2 separate regions of the Sus scrofa genome follow, and region 1 is linked to region 2. The links are chromatin contacts, called in public Hi-C maps. All regions are on one chromosome and are shown on one strand. The core of a region is the stretch at or near the end of the contact, and the rest is flanking DNA. Distances in the headings are between cores, read along the strand shown.

Region 1 (6,538 bases), core at 2,751-5,250, 49 kb after region 2:
GTTCAGTGCCTAAATTATGATTTAAACTTATTCTTCGAATTGAAGCCAATGAAGAATGGCTTCGGTACAAGGAAAATGGAAGAATTGGAATCCCGAGTATAAAACAAATTAATAAAACTGAAGCCCCAGAGCCTTCTGTCAAAAGAAGAGAAGCTCCAGGTTGAGGCTCCTGTGCTGGAGGAGGGGGCCAGACAGACCCCCACACCCATCTGCTGTTCCAACTGGGCTCTGATGCAGGGCAAACACTTCGCGAGCCTCGTGGTGTGCCAGGCTCAATGCTAGGCGCTGAGAAAAAACAGAGCGCGGGTCCTGCCCTCAGTGGAAACAAAAGAGGTCCTTACCACGTGCTGTGGGAAGTGCCACACAAGAGGGATGTGCACCTGCCCCGGGGCACAAAGAGGGGGACCTTGGCCTCCTTAGCATTTCCCGGAAGTGTTAGGAAAGGGTAAATTGGAGTCCGCTAGGTAAAGGGAGTGAGAGGCACCGGGAGGGGAAAGGGACCAGGGACTGTATTCCAGGCCAAGGGAGCGGGTGTGAAACTGTACCAGGGCCAGGGGCCAGGCAGGAAGTGCGTTAGGCTGACTTGAGCAACCAGTCAGGTAACCAACAGGGAGAGGTGGGCAGGGCCTCAGGAGCCAAAGGAGGAACTTGGCCCTGGGGAGCCTCAGGCGGGAGGGTGGAGGGCAGGCAGGCCTGAGAGTTACAGCTGAGCCGACTGGGGGTGCAGAAGTGGGGGGTCCAGGCATGGGGCGCTTTTCATCAGCTGTGAGAGCTCACTCTTCAGGTGTTCCTCTGAAAAACGAGGACCTAATATACCAGTGTACGTGACTGTTGTACACAAAAAACTGAATTAAAAGGAGCTACTCCCTTCTTCAAACAAACTCTTAAACGCTGGAGCTCGCTGAATGGGGTCTGCTGCAGCTCCTGCCTTTGTCTCCATTAGAGTGAAATTAGTGCCCCACTGGGACAGAGCAGGCTGGGCTCCCAGCGCCGCCTAGTGGCCCAGCAGCAGCCTGCAGCTGATCCCAGTCCTGGCAAGGGGTACTTCTCCCAGGCTCCTTCCCCAAGCCTGCAGGGAGGAACTAGGTTCTTCATGCAAACTGTGGCCTTTCCTAGGTCTGGCAGGGGCCAGAGCATGGATGGAGAGCCAGACCGCGTGCTAAGTGCTTTTAAGCAAATCTCATTTAATCTTCCAACAACACGACTGGACAAATTAGCCTGATGAGGAAACCGAGGCTCACAGTTAAGTGACTTTGCCCAAGGTCACACAGCCAGCAAGTGTCCAGGTCTGCCTGGCTCCAAAGCTGGTTCTGTTTTGGTCTTATCATGCTGCTTTCCCCAGGGGCTGAAGGGAGGCTGAAAATGGCAGAGAGCATGCTCTAGGAAGGGCTCGGCCTGTGGCTCTCAGAGCCTGCCTGCCAGGGACTGGAATACTCGATGACGTTGTCAGTTGGTCTCAATTCCATGCCCAGCCACCGCCCTCCAAGAATGTGCCCCCTCAGCCACCCCGGAGAGTCCGTCCTGCCTGGGATTTGCAACTATTCCCAAACCAGAGGCAGAGGAAGGCTTGGGGACCAGTGCCATTCTTGGTTCCCAGTGGCCTGAAGGGATGGAAAAAGAAAGGAAAGTCGGCTAGGACCCTGCTCTGATCAACATCTCATTGATTATCTGCCTCATATTGCAGATGAGGAAAGAGGCTCAGAGAAATTAGGTCTTCAGTAAAATGTCACACAGCTGGTTGGTGGTAGGCAGAAATTTGAACCCAGGTCTTTCCAGGCCTATGCTAAACCTCCCACAGTGTAGATCCCACAAGCCCACACATGCCCAAGGCTCAAAAAGAGGCACCAGGTCTGTCTTCACAACTCCAATGACTGGTAGTGCCTATTACAGAGTAGGTAGCTGTTTATGCTCTTTTTTTTTTTTTTTTTTTTTTTTTTTTTTTTGCTTTTTAGGGCCATATCTGCAGCACATAGAAGTTCCCAGGCTAGGGGTCACATCAGAGCTGCAGTTGCCAGCCTATACCACAGACATAGCAATGCCAGACCCAAGCTGTGCCTTTGACTTACACCACAGCTTGTGGTAATGCCAGATCCTTTAACCCACTGAGCGAGGCCCAGGGATCAAACCCCCATCCTCATGGATACTAGTCAGGTTCTTAACCTGCTGAGCCACAACGGGAACTCCATAGATTCGATTGAAATGCATGACCCAGACAGGGGGCAGGTGGATCCAGGCCTGGCTGGGCCCAGCTGGGAAATGAAGAGAAGTCAGGCCCTGTGAGGGAAGACCACCCTCTCTCTTAACCTCAAGAGGCACAGCCATCTGTTGGTCAGGGAGCAAGGGACTCCAGCCTGCCTGGCACTGGCACTCTTGCTGCCCCAAGACCATGGTGCCCTTCCCTGGCCCTTGTGGGACTCACCATGGCGGGGAGGCTCTGAAGGAAGCTGAGTTCACACCTTCGCGCTGAGCTGCCGGAGGACAGGCAATCCGACGGGGCCTGAGCGGCAAGCAGTGCCTGCAGGAGGGGGTAACAACATGAGCTGCGAAGGCACTTGCAGCCTACTGGTGCAATCGTGCTTCCAGGGCCCTTAGTAATTAGGGAGCTGCCCCAGACTTTGATCCAGGTCCAAACTCTAGAACGTGGGCTGGGGATGGAGAAGAGCGTGGGGCTGATCAAGGTTCACCCCCGCGCCTTGGCTGCCAGAACACTGATCGACCCATGCTGGGCACAGGGCTGCCTTGTGCTCAGGAGTAGTGCCCACCTTATCACCAAGGGGCAAAGTTACCCAGAAAGTAACTTCATCTGTTACACGGGCGTCAAACACAGTGAATATATTCATAACCATCTCCACACACTTGCTCTTGTTGGTGCTGGCACGCCCCAAGGAGGCAGCCGTGTCCGTGACTCCATTTGGCTTCTGGGAAACTGACCCAGAGAGCTCTACCAACATGTCCAATGCCATGTTGGTAAGAGCCGAGACTCAAACCCATGTTTAGTATTTCCACAAAGCCTGTGTTTGACCGATAATTCAGTGCCTACAGAGTCAAGGCACAAGGTCTTCGGTGTGGGAAACCACGTGTGTAAACCACGGTGATGTTTAGCTCCCTTCAGTTCGGCCAAGTTCAGAGGTGTCTTGGGGTCATGCTGGGTCTTGGCCTCACTGCATGTGTCTGCAGTGGAAAGAATCCACACCTGCCTTGGCAACTCTTGCTTGTGGGGGCACCTTAGGTAAACCCATTTTGCCGAGCCTCAGTTTCCTCATCTGTAAAATGGGGGTTGCCTCCTCCCTAGTCTTCAGGAGGTGCTCTAAGCCACGTGGTTCTCCTCCTCCTCCTCCTAGCAGAGTCTGTCTGATGTGGAATGGCCTGGAAGTTTCAGGGCCAACAGACTGCTTTCTTGGGTCACTAAGGTTCTCACCAAGTAAATTCTCATTTTGTGTTTGAGGTAAGACTTTGCACAGCCATAGGGGCACTAATAATGCTGGGCAAGTGGCCTGCGGGGCCGGTTCAAACACAGTTCAGAGGTGAAAGGGGAGCGTCCAGGTGCCAGCCTCCCCCCCCCCCCCCCCCCGGCCGCCCCGCTCCCGCCAGGTGATGGGTCATTCCAGGGTCAGGGCAGGATACCGGCTGAGTTTAGAAGTACAGGGAGGGTTAGGCGGAGGGAGGTACGAACCTCGGTGCTAGTCTGGGAGATGCACAAATTGATGTCACCTTCCTCCCCTCTCTAAGCCTCTGCGGTACCTTTCCGTTCCCAAAGGGGAAACAGCCCCGACGGCTCCCGGAGCAATGAAAGGGGAGTGGACGGGGTTTGGGGAAGGCGAGGGGCGAGGCCCGGGGATGAGATCCGCAGATCAGCTTCGGGGGAGGAGGGGACGTCCGCACACTTCCGCTACCCGCTCACGCCCGCATCCACCACCTCAGCACCCGCCACCGCTTCTCAAAGACGCCCCAACAGGGCGCCCTCATCCGGGTTCTCGGGGCTCCGGCGGTAGGAGGGGGCGGAGCCTCAGGGGGGCGGGGCCTCCCTTGGTTGGCCGCCTCCCGCGCCTTGAGTCCTCCAAGAGGCCAGGTGAGGCCGTCCCGTGATGCCCCGCGCCTCGGCCGCTCTGGCCTGCAACGTGTCTCCGGGGCGGAGGCAGCGGCAGTGGAGTTCGCCGCGCGCGGGTGGGGGCCCCCCTGTCTCTTCGCTCGTGTCCGTCTTTCTATCGTTGCGCTTGAGTCCCGCTGGGCCGCCCCGGGCCTCGACATGTCGTACAACTACGTGGTAACGGCACAGAAGCCCACCGCCGTGAACGGCTGCGTGACCGGTGAGGCTGCCACGGCAAGAGACCCCGGCGGGGGAGGGAGTTGGAGCGGGGGGGAACCTAGGCCTAGGGAGGCCCGAGGCCCCTGGGCGGCCTCCAGGACCAGGCCCGGGGAATGGAAGGCACTGGCGGCCGAGAAACCTCCCCCAGCCCCCGACTCTAAAGAAGGTGTCTCATCACGCGCCGTTCGGGTGGGGGGTGGGGGGTAAAAGCTGCGCTTGAGGGTCCCCTTTCGTTCCCTGAGGTCACTTGGCCTCGAGGACAGGGTTGAGTCTACTGGGACAGAGTGGAGTGTGAGTTGATTGTGCGGGGCTGCTTGGACCGCGGGATTGACCTCGTGTGGTGGGGGGGGAAGGGGGTCGGTGGTGATGGCGACTCTGGAGCGAGAATTTTCCTGTAGGAGAGCCTGGGAGGTGCAGGAGGTGGGGGGAATGTGAGAAAGGTCCGCATTCCCCCTAAAGAGAGGAGTCTGCTTTGCTTGGGGCTGTTGTTTACGAGAGGGAGCTGCTGGAGAGGAGGGTTTGGAATGGCCCGGCCCAGGCTGGGTTTGCCTTGTTTATGCAAGGATTCTTAAAGACGCAAATGCCCAGAATCGGGAATAATCCTTTTGAACCAACTTCTCAGCAAAACATGAAGCCCTCAAACTTGTATGTTTATGTAAATCCTAATCCTGATTCCCAAAGAAAACTGTTGTTGGAAGCAGTCTAACTGTGCAGATGGGGTTTTAGTAGACTGCTGGGAGGGCAAGAGATGCAGCTAAAGCCATGTTTTAAGATAAGGCTCTGGCAGTTTTTTTCATTCGACCTGGTCTGTTTGGTAAGAGATTTTGTGAAAATTGAGAGAAAGACTGAAAATAAAGAGGAGCACTTTCTCCAGCATCCCTTAATTAGAGGATGAGTGGGCCCCTGCAGAAGGAAAAGTGAAATTTGAGGGCACTGAGCCCGCCGAAGGGTTTTCACAGTCATTGTCAAGTTGAAGGACATGCTACTCTTAGGTCCAGTCCAGTTTTCGGAGTCTGATTAGGGAAGTAGCTTTCTTGAATGTATGAAGCAAGGCTCTTTGAGGAATCGGTGGGAAAGGAACGAGTGGAGGGAGCCAGAGAAATATGTGCAGTAAATGAGAATGTTAGGAGGTTTTAGGTAGAAAATGCTAGGATAATTTAGATAGTGCTTTGGCTTCAAAAACTAGAGAATCTGTTCTTTCAGGACACTTTACTTCAGCTGAAGACTTGAACCTGTTGATTGCCAAAAACACAAGGTTAGAGATCTATGTGGTGACCGCTGAGGGGCTTCGGCCCGTCAAAGAGGTGGGCATGTATGGGAAGATTGCCGTCATGGAGCTCTTCAGGCCCAAGGTAAGTGTTCTGGGTTGGGCCTTGCAGCAGCAAAGGAGAACTAGGTCGTCGTTGGATTTACGTTGTTTTTATGCCATCGCTTGCTTGGGGTGGGTGCCATAAGGCTTAGGAGAGAAACCCTTCTCTTTTCAAATGGCAGCTTTTAATTTATATTCTATTTAACAAGTTGCCAAAAGTAGGAAAGACTCACTAGGGGAAAATGGATCAAGTCGACTTCTTTAGAAGGGACTGTAAACGCGGTTTGAGATGTGGGCCCCGTCCTATGGGTCATCACAGTGATTCCAAGAGTCAGCTCTAGGGTTAGGGCCGTGCAGGCTTTGGTCCTTGTTCAGTCTAACTTTGGGTGTCAGCTAAGCTTTCAGAGCCTTATTTTTCCCATCTGCAAAACAGGGATAACCAATCCTCTGGTTTATTGTGAGGATTAAGTGATTTAATAACACAGGGCCTAGCACGGAAGAAGTGTTCACTGTTAACACTTATCATCACGTTATTGTTACCATTATTGTTATAATTCAACTGTTTTCATCTAAGTAGCTACTGCAGTGCTTCATTATGTCCTAACTGCATCTGATGAGAAAGCAAGGGGTTCAAAATTTAAATTATAATCCTTTGGACCAAATACTTTGTTGGGGTCTGGGTTAATAAGTAAGAAAGACTTTGTAGATCTATTTGAGCTTCCCTTGTTCCCTTTTTTTTTTCTTTTTCCAAGTACTTGGAGGAAGATTAGAGGAGGCGTTACATTCGTCTTTCAGAATATGAATGGAATAATTGAGATTAGCTGAGTGGAACTAGATGAATACATTGTATGTAGGGCAGAGAAAAGGAGAATTATGAAAACGCACTGGATGTTTACCAGCTTCAGTTCTGGCTTTTTGTACAC
Region 2 (6,945 bases), core at 1,656-4,155:
CTCATGGATACTAGTTGGGTTCTTAACCTGCTGAGCCACAAAGGGAACTCCTCCCTTGCTAATTTTTAAAACGAGGTTATCTTTTTCTTAGTTCTTTATGTGAACCTCTTTTTGTTGAAGTTATTTTTTTCCCTCAGTGTATGTTTTAACACCGTTTTCAGGGATGAGGTAACTCATGAGGGATTGCTCTGTACCTCCGGGGATGTAAACTTGTCCTAGAGAAATCCTTTTTCAGAGAACCGGAGGGGACCTTATTGCTGATCTACTGCCCTGGACATGGAGTTACAACGAAATCTCTTCTCCCAAGAAACCAGTGAGAGGAACCAGGCACTCCTGTAGTTAGATAATCGGGAAGGAATGATCTAATATCTCATGCCGCCACCCACCTGTGGCGCAACAGAGCAATAGACAGGTAAGTCTTGACCCCAAGTATGAAGCCGCCTGAAACTTCAGAGAGGGTGTAACGGGATATGCCACCAGATCCACTCTCTCATTGTGAGCCAAGGTTAAGTGCTTTTCTTTGTTCATCAAGTTACAGATACCAGCTCATCTCGCAAGGAATGGAAATAGCCTCTGGACAACACTCACCAAAAAACAGTCGAATTGCTTCAATGCCAAGATAAAGGAAGAGCATCACCACATCCAGGACCAGATTGGCTGTTGGATATGGTAGCAGGAGACCTGCGATACAAAAGCCAGAGTTTGCAAACAACGTCGAACAGCACACACAAGGTCTCCCACTCACTTGGGAATAAAGAGAACATGAGTCTTATCATGTTCTCTTCCCATGAGCTACTTACTGAGATACGGGCAGGATCCGTTAACTCATGGTGCGGCTATGTCTGTTAGAGGCAGGCTCGTAATTATGGGCTTTTACTCCTAACTCCAAGAGTCTGTGGGGCTCTACTGCATATGGAATGGATGGGTGGTCAGTGGGGACCTGCTATTTATAGCACAGGGAACTCTACTCAGTATTCTGTGATAACCTACATGGGAAAAGAATCTGGAAAGGAATGGAGATGTGGATATGTGTAAATGAATCACTCTGTTGTACAGCAGAAATTATCGCAACATTGCAAATCAATTTATAGTTGCAATCACTATACTTCAATAAAACCTTAAAAAAAAAAAAGATTCTGTGGGGACGCCACTCTCCAGTTATCAGATCAGATGTACACGGATATACGGCGCTGAATAGCTTCTGAGGGTCACCAATGGGCTTAAAGTGGAGTTCAGCAAAGAGAGGTGACAGGGGAGAGTCAGAAGGGAGAAGCCCCCATTTCCCAAACTCAAGAAATTCTTGCTGAGTGGCTTCCTACTGAATCATTCTCAAGGAAGCCATCTGATGAAGAGACCTTGCAGTGAAGAAGAGCTGCAGGGGAGCAGAAAAGAATGAAAAAATAAGGCTTTGGGTGGGAGCTGGCTCTGGGCTGAAGTGGGGAAGGGATGTTGGGGAAAGGGTAGTTAAACCCCAGACCTTACCTTTATACAGAAATATGAAGAGTTCCAGCAGGAAATAGGTAGCATAATACCACCCGTTCAGAAAGAAGAGGATTTCCAGGGGGGTGGAAGATAACCGTTTACCTGAAAATAGGAGCACAGAGAAAAGAGACGGGCTGGAGGGCAGGCAGCTCAACCCCAGTTATTTGAATGGTTCTGTGTCTAACTTGGAGGAAACAGGAGGCCGCAGCTGGTGGAAAGGGCCACTGGCGGCACTTCTGATTGTTGATGAGAAGGTGTCTGTGTGGTGTGTGTGTGTGTGTGTGTGCACGCGCGTGTGCGTACGGAGTGTGGAGGGGTTTCAGCTGACAGAAAGGGTCCCTGGGGGCACTTCTGTTTGCTGATGAGGAGTGAGTGTGTGTGTGTGTTTCCTTCAATCTCCTCCTTTCCAGAATCGCCATCAAACTCTACCGCTTCGGCTTTGGGGGTGAAAGTCAGGGATCTAACCTCGTCGCTATTTAGGAAGGAAAACTGGGACCCAGAGACAGCACTGGCCAGTGTGAAGCCACGCTGCAAATTCCTATTGAGCCGGCCTAGAACAGGCTGAGCCAAGGATTTGGGGGTATTTGAGACCCACATCTCGAGACCTTCTGGCACTCAGGGTAGGTGAGGCTGCTAAACCCTGCTGTGGACAAGTGAGGAGAATGGAGGGTTCAGGTCGACGCTGGGAGAGGAGGGCGGGGTGGGGGGGGAAACTGAAGGGATCAGGACCAGCAACTCACACACCTCCAGAACCTCACCTCGCGGCGCCATCTTCAGTCCCCATGGAAACTGCATACGCGGCTACAGCACTCCTGGAGCAGCGAGGCGTTGCCGGAAGCGAGGGACGGAGCGGCCCTGGATTCGGGCCCTTCTATCCGCCTGCTGCACTCGATGGTTACCTGGGGCCGGGGGCACTCTTGTGACGGCCACGCCTGCGCCGGGAGGAGCGCGGGCCGCGAACCGACTTCGCTGGGGTTTTGGCAGAGGACTGATAAGAAAGCAGATGATGTCGTCTGCAGGACTCCGAGGGCGGGGCAGTTTTCGCCCCGCCCCCATCCCAAATTTACCAGGAATTGTTCGAAGCAGCCAGTAGTGGTAATGTGATCAGAGTTGGTGAATAGGCCCTGGTCCCATGGTTTCTTTACTAACATGGGTCTTAAAATGAGAAATAGTGTGCGCGACAGTGCGCTGCAAATGCGGCGTGGAGTTTGGGGATCCTTTGTGTAAACAGTCTTTTTCTGAGGGGAGGGGATGCGGGGGTAGGGTTTTTCTATGCATCTGATTTATGTACCAGGGAGTTAGAAGATACCAAAGTTGGAGTTTCCCTTGTGGCTCAGCGGAAAGGAACCTGACTGGTATCTATGAGGATGCAAGTTGGATCCTTGGCCTTGCTCAGTGGGTTAAGGATCCAGCGCTGTGGTTAACTGTGGTGTAGGTTGCAGACGTGGCCAGGATCCCAGGTTGCTGTGGCATAGACTGGCAGCTACAGCTTCAATTCGACCCCCAGCCTGGGAACATCCATGTGCCACGGCTGCGGCCCTAAAAACTAAAAAGACAAACAAAATAAAAAAAATAAAAAGAAGAAGAAGAAGGTACCAAAGTTAGTCGGAACTGGAGGCTCCTTTCAAGGAGCATAAATAAGAGCAAAAGATGAAATATAATCAGCACTTGACCCCAATGTGCAGTGGCAGTTGAGAAGACAAAGTACTCTCGGTAGGGGTTGGGAGACGTTTCCAAGACATGGCCTGTAAACTGGGCTTTGAAACTTGTTATGATTTGGAGCAGTAAAAATGTGTTACCCCACAGGGCAGGGGACTAGGAAGAAGGGTTGTTTTTTGCTTTTTTAAAATTTTGTTTATTGTAGTTGATACAATGTTCTGTCAATTTCTGCTGTACAGTAAAGTGACCCAGTTACACATATACATACATTCTTTTTCTTACATTTTCCTCCATCATGTTCCATCACAGGAAGAAGGGGTTTGAATGGACTCAGGGTGACATAGGGGTTAGCCCACTGTCAGGAAGGGTAGGACAGGAAAAAGATGTCACACTTGTAGACTTTTAAAAAATGCGCAATGTGAGAATTGTGAGTTAAATTTTTGGGCCGTCAAAGTGAGGACTATAGCCTGGGAGGCAGCATTTCAGATAGCTCTGGAAAAAAAAATGCTCCAAAAAAGTGGGGGCAATGCCAGTATATATGTGATTTTGGTGAAAGGGGTGGTACAATTTAGCAGAAAGTTACTCTCCTTTGGTGAAGTTTCCCGCTAGTCATGAGGAGCAGGCATCACCATGAAGGATTTTAGCGCTTTTCTAGATATGAGGAGATGCCAGGATTGGGTTCATAAAGTCTTCTCCCCAAAACACCTATCTGAAGACCTGTTTCTTCCAGTTTTTTTGGGGGGGACACAGCCACATCCATGAAATACATCTGCTTTCATGTAATAGGCTTTCATGCTTTCAGGCTGAGTCGTTGCATCACTTGTTAGGACTATATGGCTCACAGGCTTAAATATTTACAATCTGGCCCTTTAAGTAAAATTTTGCTGACTCCTGTCATAGACAGCAAGGAGTAGCTCCCATCGGTGCTAAAAATAGGCAATAAGATTGAAATAACAAACACAGGAGCATCATTGTGGCATCCTGGTTCCCTGGTACCCAGGGCCTATGAGTAACACAATGAGCTTGAGTTCGGCAGTGAGAGACCTTGGTTCTTATCTTCCTTGGGGGAAGAATTCAGCAAGGTGACCAAGACCGTGAAGCAGGTGCAGTTTATTAAAAGCACAGTATGGAGAGTTCCTGTTGTGGCATAGCTGAAACGAATTTGACTTTTATCCATGAGGATGTGCTTCCATTCCTAGCCTTGCTCAGTGGGTTGGAGATCCGGCATCACCGTGAGCTGCAGTGTAGGTCAGAGACAAGGCTTGGATCCTGAGTTGCTGTGGCTGTGGCGTAGGTCGGCAGCTGTGGCTCTGATTCAGCTCCTAGCCTGGGAACTTTTATATGCCTCAGGTGTAGCCCTAAAAAAGCAAAAATAAAGTACAGTATGTGTGGCATTCCCTGGTAGCTCAGTGGGTTAAAGATACAGTGTTGTCACTGCTGTGGCTCAAGTTCAATCCCTGGCCTGTCACTACTGTGGCTCAGGTTCAATGCACACCACAAGTGTGGCCAATTAAAAAAAAGCACAGTACATGTGAAAGAGCACACAGGGGTGAGCTTACAGAAAGAGCTGTGTACAATAAGAGTGGCTTCTATAGCTTTTATGGGGGGCCAGTGCTCCAAGTTGTCAGGAGTGGGGTGTTGTCTCTAGCCAACTATCTTGTTTGTGCCCATATTTCTACTGACTCAGGGTCCTTCCTGGTGGCATGTGCATCTTTTGCTGATATATATATATATATATATATATATATATTTATTTATTTATTTTTTTATTTTTTTCATTATAGTTGGCTTACAGTGTTCTGTGAATTTCTGTCAATTTTCTACTGTATAGTAGGGTGACCCAGTTACACATACATGTATAGATTCTTTTTTCTCACATTATCATGCTCCATCATAAGTGATTAGACATAGTTCCCAGTGCTGCACAGCAGGATATGATTGCTTGTCCATTCCAAAGGCAATAGTCTGCATCTATTAACCCCAAGTTCCCAATCCATCCCGCTCCCTCCCCCTCAGCAACCACACATCTATTCTCCAAGTCCATGAGTGGAAGGGTTCATTTGTGATATCATATGGTATTTGTCTTTCTCTTTTTGACTTACTTCACTCAGGATGAGAGTCTCTAGTTCTATCAATGTTGCTTGCTGCAAATGGCATTATGTCGTTCTTTTTTGTGGCTGAGTAGTATTCCACTATGCATATATACCACATATTCCTAATCCAATCATCTGTTAATGGACATTTGGGTGGTTTCCATGTCTTGCCTATTGTGAATAGTGCTGCAATGAACATGCAGGTGTATATGTCTTTTTCCAAGAAAGTTTTGTCTGGATAATTGCCCAAGAGTGGGACTGCTGGCTCATATGGTAGTTCTATGTATAGTTTTCTAAGGTACCTCCATACTGTTCTCCATAGTGTCTGTACCAGCTTACATTCCCACCAACAGTGCAGGAGGGTTCCCTTTTCTCCACAGCCCCTCCAGCATTTACTGTTTGTCGACTTATGAATGATGGCCATTCTGACTGGTGTGAGGTGGTACCTCATGGTAGTTTTGATTTGCATTTCTCTAATAATCAGTGATGTTGAGAATTTTTTCAGGTGCTTGTTGGCTATCTGTATACAAGATAGATTTTAGTGTGAAGTTTTCTGGGAGGTTGGCAGGACATACAGGCTGGTAGCCCCTCTCTCCTTAGGCCCCTTCCCTAGATTGAGAACCTTCTCTGTATATGTCAGACTGGAAAGTCCCTCTCAACCCAAGTAGGGTGAGAGGAAATTGTGGTCACCTTATCTAACCAGGGCCTAAATGCTCCTGCAGGTGTCTTGAAATGTCATCAGGAGACTGGCCACAGTTGTTCAGCCTGGGGCCCACGCTCTCCCACCTCAAGCTCAGATGGTGGTGCACACAATGGGTTATGACACATCGAAGAGCCCAGGACCAAGGGCTCAGAACCTTTCTTATCAAGCAGCAAATAAGCCAGCACCAACACTGCACTCTAGGGGAGGGAACAATTAAACTGAGGTCACACTGTGCTGGCCTTGGCTTAGTGCTCGGTGTCAGAAGACAGTGATGCCTCTCAGTTAGAAATTTTCAGCAAGAACAACATGCAGGATGCTAAGGCCCAAGGCAGACTGCCTTTCCCAACATCCAGCGCCCTTGCTAAATCAGCTATTTCTAATGGCCTTTTGTGATTCTTTTGGAATTTTTTTTTTTTTTGCTTTTCGGGGCCACAGCCCCGACATGAAAATTCCCAGGCTAAGGGTGAATCAGAGCTGCAGCTGCTGGCCTATGCCACAGCCACAGCAATGCAGGATCCTGGCCACAACTGCAACTTACACCACAGCTCACAGCAACACCGGATCTCCAACCCACTGAGCGAGCCTGGGGATCAAACCCACAACCTCACGGTTACTAGTCGGATTCATTTCTGCTGTGCCACAACGGGAACTCCTCTTTTGGATTTTAATGTACATAAAAATCACATCATCAGAAAATATAGTTTTACTTCTTCCTTTTCAATCCCAGTATCTTCAGTTTCTTTTTATTACCTTATTGTACGGTCCAGAACCTCTGGTATACAGTTGAATGGCAGTGATGATAATGGATATTCTTGACTTGTTCCTCATGTCAGGGGAAATTATACAATCAATGTGCAAATGATAGATTTTTTTTTTGTAGATGCTTTTTTTTTTCTTTTTGTCTTTTTAGGGCTGCACCCGCAGCATATGGAAGTTCCCAGGCTAGGGGTCGAGTTGGAGCTGTTGCCACTGGCCTATGCCACAGCTCACGGCAATGCCGGATCCTAA

What was found. Hi-C and Micro-C count contacts between places; a contact is called where the count stands out from the background.
Region 1: a contact with region 2 is called in a Hi-C map of adipose tissue, with 3 times the contacts expected there. The contact joins the promoter of TKFC here to the promoter of TMEM216 in region 2. A contact is called at or near these places in 2 of 5 promoter capture datasets (liver and skeletal muscle), 26 of 47 Hi-C or Micro-C datasets (adipose tissue, alveolar macrophages, blood and 14 more) and 2 of 2 datasets of contacts at active chromatin or transcription factors (alveolar macrophages and skeletal muscle).

The regions. Positions count from the first base shown.
Region 1 is chr2:10,167,452-10,173,989 of Sscrofa11.1, forward strand. It overlaps TKFC (triokinase/FMN cyclase), which reads right to left and starts at 4,001. Exons shown (of 18, transcript XM_021082941.1): 1 at 3,674-4,001; 2 at 2,420-2,515. The coding sequence starts at 2,422. It overlaps DDB1 (DNA damage-binding protein 1), which reads left to right and starts at 4,103. Exons shown (of 28, transcript XM_003122651.6): 1 at 4,103-4,307; 2 at 5,510-5,658. The coding sequence starts at 4,247. It overlaps LOC106509335 (a long non-coding RNA gene), which reads left to right. Exons shown (of 2, transcript XR_001306780.2): 2 at 1-122.
Region 2 is chr2:10,119,361-10,126,305 of Sscrofa11.1, forward strand. It overlaps TMEM216 (transmembrane protein 216), which reads right to left and starts at 2,906. Exons shown (of 5, transcript XM_013994239.2): 1 at 2,241-2,906; 2 at 1,483-1,584; 3 at 589-681. The coding sequence starts at 2,277.